Linked DNA regions of Gossypium hirsutum: region 2 is linked to region 1. The links are chromatin contacts, called in public Hi-C maps. All regions are on one chromosome and are shown on one strand. Each heading gives the region's core, a stretch centred on a gene start, on an enhancer-like site or on the middle of the called end of the contact. The rest is flanking DNA. Distances are from core to core; before and after follow the strand shown. Region 1 holds the start of LOC121203058 (topless-related protein 1). Region 2 holds the start of LOC107962914 (trafficking protein particle complex II-specific subunit 120 homolog).

Region 1 (4,408 bases), core at 858-3,357:
TTACCTGTGGATTGTCAGTAGACTGCATGAACAAATGATCCTGTGGCCATTGGCAAACATGATCCTCAAAGAGAGTTTCTATATCAGGATTAGGCTGAGGATATTTACATTGAATGTGCTGCCAGTTTAGGCTGTTAGATCACAATAAAAAGTTAGTTCTTTAAGTCTAGAAATAAAGAAAATTTCAGTAGATGCTGAAGCTGCAACAGGCAGATTTAAAAAGTAATTTCAATTTTTATTGAACAGATGAATAAAATCTTTTCAGAAAAGGCTAACGTAACATAAAGAAGAAGGGAAACCAACAAACTGAGAGAAAGGCTGCTACCCTTGATTAATGAGACGTCTCAACCTTTGGCTTTTGATGACAGGAAATTTCAGTTTTCCATGGAAAATTGGATTCACTTCAATAAGTTTCTTGAGTTCATCCATCAAAATTTTCCTTGAAGACTCAGCATCTTCATACATAGAGAGCAACTCATGTTCCCTGTAAAACCCAGAGGGATCTTTTAACTCTCAGACCATCATGCTAATGTTGCAAAAATCCGAAGTTCACCGTCTGTGTGAAACATGTACATGAAATTATCTAATGTTAAAAGCTGAGTCATTTCTCTATATAACTCTTCATTGTCCTGAGCAAAAACTTTCAAGTCCTTCATCAGGATATCCAAAGCCTTTGCACGATCATTTCTGATGCAACAATCAACCAATTTCAAGTAAAATAAATGCTTGAGTCACAAAATTGCATGAAGATGCTTATCTAAATGCTTATAGAAGAACCAATATCGCTCACTTGTCCAATGCCTCAAGGAAATTCAGCTTTCTGATTTCAAAATAAATCTTGGTCGAGTACTTGTTGTCATTGATACTTGTGAAACCAGAAAGATATTTCTCGACCTTATTCCACTTTCCGTTCAGCACCAAGTCTTCAAAAAACTCCATGTCAAAGTAACATCCACTCTCACGCTCAAATCTACAAATCAAATCAGTTCAAAGCATCAAAACAGAAGACATAGAAGTAAAACATCCATTCTAGAACATGATTGAACTGAAACTTACATATGAGCTGTTCGTTTATATCCTTCATCGTTGCAAAACTGTAAGATTAAGAAAAGAAGTTCTTTATTGAGAGCAGACCTCTTCTCAGAAGCCATTCCTCCTCTCTGAAACTTCACCAAATATTAACATGAGTAAGTTTGGCAACCCAAGAAAGAAAAGAAAAGAAAACACAAATTGATCATACCTGCACTCCAAATTCTATGCAAACAAGTATCAAATTGGATAAAATGTCTTAGATTCCTTAGTAGGAGAGTCAATAGATTCCAATCAACAAATAGTAATCTTTAGAGTATCCTTGCATATGTATCCTATTCGATAATTATTGTAAATACCTTTTGATATTATCGTTAAAACAGAGTCTAGTGCAGTTTAACTTAAAGAATTCAAAATTCGAGTGAATTCTAGCGTGTTTAGCTTTCACAAAGTAATGCTTTTAAAAACCATTTGAACTGATTATAATTAAAAGATATCAAGAATCAAGACTGATCATCAACAAAACAGCGAACAAAGATAACAACGCAGCTCCGACTGAAAAAAGAGAAAGCGAAAAGTTACCGTCAAAGCTGAAATGATTTTAGTTTTCTACGTCCAGGATTCGTCCATTTTCTCAATAACCAAACAGAACATAAAGATTCGATTCAAGGATCAAAACAAACAGATACAAAGCAGACAACCAAAAAAAAAAAACAAAGAAAGAACTGATCTAATTCAAAATCACCCAAAGGGTCGAGATTAGATCGATAATAACGTGGAATTTAAACGGAAACCTAATCTTGATTCTTGACCAATTAGAGCCTTTACTTTTGAACTTAAAATCGATGGAAAAAATTTAAAAATGAAAAAAAAGTGGAAATAAATAAGGAAAAAGGAAAAGCTTTTCTGTTTTCAAAGAATCATACATACCTGAGTGGAAAATGAAAAGAAAATTTTCAGGCGAAAATCAGTGTTTGAAGCTCTAGACTTCGATTTTTGAAATGGAATATAAATAGAGAGAAATAGTGAAATACTCAAAAATAAAAAAGTTAAAATTTAAAGAAGAAAAAACAGGCAGGGACTAGATTGCGAAATTTAATTTCTTTTCAGGTAAAAATGGAATATGATAAGTCAGTTGCCTTATAAAAGTCGTTACTAGTGGCGGGTCCCACAGGTGGGCTCCACCGCTGCTTTTCTGATTGATAAAGTTACGGCATTTACACACACTGACCAGGTGTACTCAATTGAGAATGCGGGTTGCCAGGAGGCAGGGGCCTACCTGCCTTAAATTTCATCAAAACTTTGGATAAACTAACATTTAGTCTTCAAATTTGGTAATATTTTTCATTTGGTCCTTAAATTGTTCTTTGGCTCCACATTAGTTTTGTGAGTTGGTAAACCTTTCTAAATTGGTTCATAAACTTGGATTTCATTAAAGTTTGATGACGTGGCACTTTCTTAAAGTACCATTTCATCACTTGATATTTAAAAAAAATTAATAAAAAATCTAAAAGATCCACACAAAAAAAAAATTTAGGTGATGATATGACAATTTCAATGCCATGTTATTACACTTCAATGGAATACAAGTTTAAGGAGAAGATTGGAAAAAGCTGCCAAATTTCATGAATAATGTGGACAAAGAAAAGATAAATGATCATGATGGGAAAAATTATCAAATTCAAGGATTAAATGTTTCTTTATTGTTATTAGACTTCTGCAACATTATACTTGAAAGTGATTGTGCACTTGTGATAAATAAGCTTTAAGTATGATCAAGTAGATTTTTTCTAGTTTGAGTTATTTGTTAAATAAGGCTAGAGCTTTGGTTGGTTTGCTTTATGCTTTATCCTTTAAGCTATGTTTGGTTAAGTGGAAAAGTAGATGGATGGCAGAAAAGGGTGAAAAAGTGGGGAAAAAAATAAATTTTGAGTGTGTTTTATTGAAAAGAAAAGTGAGAGGAAAGAAAATAAGAGGGATGACTATTTTCCGTCCTAATGCATAAAAAATAATTTTTCTCAATTGAAATGATAACGGGAGAGAAAATGAGAGTCATATGTATGTTAGTTCAAAATTATGTGTTTTTTTTAAAAATCATTTCATTTTTCAATTCTACTAAGTTTCTTTCCATTTTTCTATCTCTCCCATCAATCACAAGAATGGAAAGAAAAATTATATTTTTCATCCTTTTAGTTTTTCCATTGTACCAAGCAAAGCCTTAGTTTTGCAGCCTGTTTAAGCAATAAGGTGGCACATTTTCTTAGCCATTTTGGTTTGGATGGTGAGCATAGCTCTTATTTGGGTTTAATTATCTGCTCTCCATACATTCGCTTGTATTGAATGATATTTCTTAGTCAAATGAATTACCCTTTTGTGGACTTTAATAATAATAAAAAAAAGGTTTCTTTATCCCTCAACTTTTTTATGATACTTTTTTGTTCCTGAAATATAAAATTACTTTTGATAATATTATTATGGTATATTGGCTCTCTAGCTTTATAAAAATAAATTATTTTAACTTTTTATTTAATTTTTTTACCTCTTTTAGCCCTTAAACTTGTATTATTTATCAAATCACTCCAAAATTGATGGAAAATTTAACGCCTATTAATTTTACTGACATCAATACTTAATTAATTTTTTAAAATTTAAAACATATATATATTTTTAAATTTTAAATGGTCATTAATTGGTGATATGGCATCCACATGACAATTCATGTGTTTGCCATGTTAGCAAAGTTAGTAGATGTTAATTTTTCTATCTGTTTTGGGATGATTTGACAAACAATATTAATATAAAGCTAAAAGAGAGAGAAAATTAAATAAATGACTAAAATAAATTTTTTTTTGTAAAATTGGAGACCTAATAAATCATCATACCTAGTAATATTGGAATGTAAGATTATTGGATATGCTACATTTTTCTGTTTATTTCATTGAGTTAGAATGTAATATTTTACTATTTAGTTGACATAATATAATATTACTCAAAACACATTTTATTAAATTTCCTTGGTAAAATCAACTTCACAAATGTCCAAGCTTATAGTATTTTATTTAATAATAAATGAGTTTATTTATCTAGTAACTTATTTTCATAACTTCTTTCTCAAATAAATAAATTGAAATTAAGGCATCTCTTTTGATCAAAGTGATAGGAAAGAAATAAGAAAAATATGATTCTAGCTAAAACGTTTTATTTGTAATTATTTAAGAGTAAATTGGACTAAAATGATCAAATTATTATAAAAGTGGAATGTAATAATAATAATAATAATAGAAATGCTTCTTGAAGAATATATCAAAGAACTATAAATTTCAATTTTATAATTTTTATTGTGATTGCGTTTTAGAATAAAATCATTAAAAATAAAATA
Region 2 (4,408 bases), core at 1,265-3,764, 270 kb before region 1:
TTGATGTTAATTTTGCTGGAGACCTTGATAGAAGAAGATCTTTTACAGGTTATGTCTTTACAATCGGAGGTTGTGCAATCAGTTGGAAAGCCACTTTGCAAACTACAGTCGCTTTGTCTAGTACTAAAGCTGAGTACATGGCAATTATTGAGGCTTGTAAAGAAGCTATCTGGTTGAAGGGACTCTTTAGTGAACTCAATGAAGACCTTCAAATTAGTACTGTATTTCGTGACAGTCAGAGTGCAATCTTCCTTACAAAAGATCAAATGTTTCATGAGAGAACAAAATACATTGATGTTCGGTATCATTTTGTTCGTGATATTATTGCTCGTGGTGATATTGTTGTGAGCAAAATTAGTACTGATGAAAATCTTACAGATATGATGACTAAGTTACTTCCTATAACCAAGTTTGAGCATTGCTTAGACTTGGTTGGTGTCCATTGTTGAAGTTAAACCCTTAAGGGGTTTTATGGAAGAAGTGGAGAACTTGTTCGTTGAGAGTTCACGATGAAGAACTTGTTCATTGAGAATTCGTGTCAAGGTGGAGATTGTTAGAATTAAATGACCCGAATCCTTATTTAAATAAAATACAGTGGTAAAATAAAATAAAAGTAAAATTCATATAGAACTACACTTCTTTTATTTTATTTTAGAATAAGGTTTTTTAAACCTTATTAAACTCCATCTATTTTATATTGATTAGAATAAGGTGTTTCAGTCTTACTAGAATATGGCTTTACAAGCCTATAAATAGGTATAGTCTATTCCTCTTGTATTTATTCGAATTTGACATAGTGAATTTTCTTTTCCTCTGCCCGAGGTTTTTTCCGAAAGAGTTTCCACGTAAAAATTTGTGTGTTCTTTATTTTATTTTATTTTTTCACAGTTTGATTAATATTATCATAAAATTACAAAATTAATATATTATGATTTCATTCAAAAAAAATTTTAAATTTTAATGTTGTAATATAATAAATAATAAAATTTAATTTTGTTTGTTCAAAAATTTCTTTAAATTTATGCTTTTATATAGATTATAAATAAAATGCTAAACCTATTTTTTTTTACTATCAACCTATTTACTAAATGGTACAAGGAAGCATTTGTATTTGCTTTATTTGGATAAATGCTTGTCTTGAGTATAGAACAGTTTTAAAATTTATAGCCAGCATTTACTCCTTAATGGATTTACAAAATGTGGATGATTATTTATTGAACTCGCTCTGGTAGATATCTTGAAAAAAAAAACAAAATAAAAAGGAGTTATAAAAAAATAATTATATTAAAATAAATAATTTAAAAATATTCAACATGGATATCGTCATATTTGTAAAAAAAATATAAATTATTAGAATTAAATAAAAATGAAATTTGAAATTTAAGTTGTTTTTATCTTATAGAGGGTCATGTGTATTAAATCAAATAAAATTCTTAGGAATTTTGAAAAAGGAATTGAGCTATTGAAATCTCTTTTAAAATTACTTATTTGAAAAATTTCCATATATTTACTAAAATAAGTAAATTCAATTTTAGAAATTTAAAAACCTAGATACAAGTGAAATCCCTCTCAAACACGCTTTTAATCTCTAAACTTGACAATTTTTCTCAACTTGATCCTTGAATTTTTTTTTTCTCACATTAATCATATAACTTGACAAATTTTCTCAATTTTGATCCTTGTGATAATATAGCATTCTAAGATTATGGCATATCATCATCTCCTTTTAATAAAAAAAATATTTTTAGGCAGAAATTGAAAAAAGTTGTCTAATTTTAAGATTAATGTGAAAAAAAAAATTCAAAGACTAAGATGAGAAAAATTACAAGTTCATAGGCAAAATGTTGATTTAACCTAAAAACAATATATAAATTCTGAACTTTGTCGTGAAGGATGAATTTTACTTATAATATCAAAATGGTTTCATATATATATCATTCTGAGATTAATTTAAATTTAGAATAGTTAAAAAGCAGTTGAGAAAAACCTCATGAATTTTATTATAAGTTTTAATTATATTTATTTTTAAAAAAATAATATCTAAAATTACTCATAATTCTTTTTAACTCATAAATATAAAGATGGGTAATTATATTGATTCTTTTTAACCCATAAATATAAAGATGGGTAATTATATTAATAGTTTGTACAATATTTAGTTGAACATTTCAATTAATTAGTAACAGCGGTAATTTTACAATGGAGGTAGATATTAATCATAGGCTGTTGATGTAATTAGGGATGATTGGCTTTTCCTGACTTCCCTCCCTCTTTATTTAATTATTTAATTAATTTGTATATTAAAATATATTCAGTTTCTAAAAAAATTATAGATCCGTAATTATAGATACTTTCCCACATATGGAATTTAAGATTTCTAATTTTATTTTAGTGAATTTGGTCTCCTGTTTTTTTAGTTTTTTAATTTTAGGTTTATTATAATATTATTTTTTGTTATATGATATTCTGATTTTTTAAACAAAATAAATAAATTAAATACTGCAACCCCATTTGTCGACCTGAATCGTACTTGGCCAGGTGCCTCTTCGACTTGACCGATTCGTATGTTCCTAATCTAATACACCTACCACCACACTATCACCACTGCGCCTCTTCTTCCCTTCCGTCCGATCTGGCAATGGAACCCGACGTGAGCATTGAGACATCATGCATGATCCGGATCGCCGTCCTTCCAATAGGCAAAGTCCCCCCTCCTCTTCTGCGGGATTACCACTCCATGCTCCTTCCGCACCACACCATCCCTCTCTCAACCATCAGCTCCTTCTACACGGAGCACCAGAAATCGCCTTTCGCCCACCAGCCTTGGGACACAGGCTCGCTCCAGTTCAAATTCTTGTTGGGCGGGTCTCCGCCTAGCCCTTGGGAAGATTTCCAGCCTTATCGCAAGTTCCTCTCCGTGATTGGCATTTGCCACTGCCCTTCGTCACCAGATCTTGATCACGTCATCGATCAATTCAATGCTGCCTGCAAAATTTACACTTCGGCTCTAGTTCTACGCTGCTTCGCCTTTTGTCCTGGCAATTCGCAAGTTAGTTCTCAGAATTAAGGTTTCTATTTTACTTCTCATTGAATCACATGCTGATATCTGGTTATTGGTTTCGATTATTATAAATTGACTTGGATTCTAATTATTAGTAATCTGTCGAAGGAATGGTTATATTACCTAGATTCTAGTGTGTCGTGAATGCTTAGGTTTTTTGTATAAATTTGAAGGATGATAACCCATATTGGGTGTAAGATACGAGCATTTTTGGGAATAAAGTCTGAATAACATAGTAGAATGATATGATTTGTGTTTTTGAAACCTTTTATTATGTTTACTATTTGTTTATCTTAATAAACTAAACAAAACCTAGCTTTTAATGAATTACGTGATCTAATTACTTTATTTTCTGCTGCAGTTGGATGATGGTAAGAAAAGGGAGAACTTGGTTTTGTTTCCTCCTGCAGACCGTACAATGCAGGAGTTTCACTTACATACAATGATGCAAGATATCGCTGCTTCATTACTGATGGAATTTGAGAAGTGGGTTCTTCAAGCAGAATCTTCAGGAACTCTTCTGAAGACGCCTTTAGATTCTCAAGCTACTCTTAGCTCAGAGGAGGTTTATGTTTAGGTGTTTTATGCATTTTAGTCTGTGAGCGCATGGGCGTGGGTATGCGCGCACTTCTGCATGTGTGTGTGTGTGTGTGATGTGTTTGTTTTTATTAAATAACAATGCAGGTGATCAAGGCTAAAAAACGAAGACTTGCTCGTGCACAAAAGACAATAGGGGATTATTGTTTGTTAGCAGGATCGCCTGTTGATGCAAATGCTCACTATACTACTGCACTAGAGCTAGCCAGGTTGACTGCAGATTACTTTTGGTATGCTGGGGCATTGGAGGGTAGTGTTTGTGCTATACTGGTAATTGCAGGATGTTAATCAAGCTCATCTGCTATTTATGATATTTGTATGGACCCTTAAATGTCCTTGTTTAGATTTTATAGATGTTCTTGAACAGAAACAAATGGATAAGGCTAGCAACTCACTTGTTGAAATTTGAAGCTAAGTTTTTTTAAGGAAATCTCTATTGGAAAAGTGTCTCATAAAAGTTTTACAACGAGACACATGTTTAGTTATGTCCACTACCAACTTTAGTGCTATGGTTAAATTCCAAGATTTATCACATTTGAATTCGTGATGTTTTATTTTCCTAATTGAGGATTTGTCCCATGTGTAAGGACTAAATTGTTCCTCCTTCTGTACTTTATTATTATCTTTTTACTTTTCTAGGGTAGGATTTTTTGTAGGGGGAGGGGGTTGATGTTTTTTAAATTAGGCTATATTGACCTTTTGCATCATAACTGCAAGTGATAATATAGATAAAATATTTGCCCATATGAT

Evidence for each region. A called contact is a pair of places that touch in the nucleus more often than the background predicts.
Region 2: a contact with region 1 is called in a Hi-C map of leaf, with 2.3 times the contacts expected there. The contact joins the promoter of LOC107962914 here to the promoter of LOC121203058 in region 1. A contact is called at or near these places in 14 of 34 Hi-C or Micro-C datasets (callus, hypocotyl, leaf and 2 more).

What each region holds. Positions count from the first base shown.
Region 1 is chrA06:38,880,205-38,884,612 of Gossypium_hirsutum_v2.1, reverse strand. It overlaps LOC121203058 (topless-related protein 1), which reads right to left and starts at 2,107. Exons shown (of 26, transcript XM_041115674.1): 1 at 1,960-2,107; 2 at 1,057-1,166; 3 at 791-970; 4 at 574-687; 5 at 326-484; 6 at 5-131. The coding sequence starts at 1,151.
Region 2 is chrA06:39,145,884-39,150,291 of Gossypium_hirsutum_v2.1, reverse strand. LOC107962914 (trafficking protein particle complex II-specific subunit 120 homolog) reads left to right here and starts at 2,514. Exons shown (of 9, transcript XM_016899480.2): 1 at 2,514-3,049; 2 at 3,423-3,626; 3 at 3,746-3,928. The coding sequence starts at 2,639.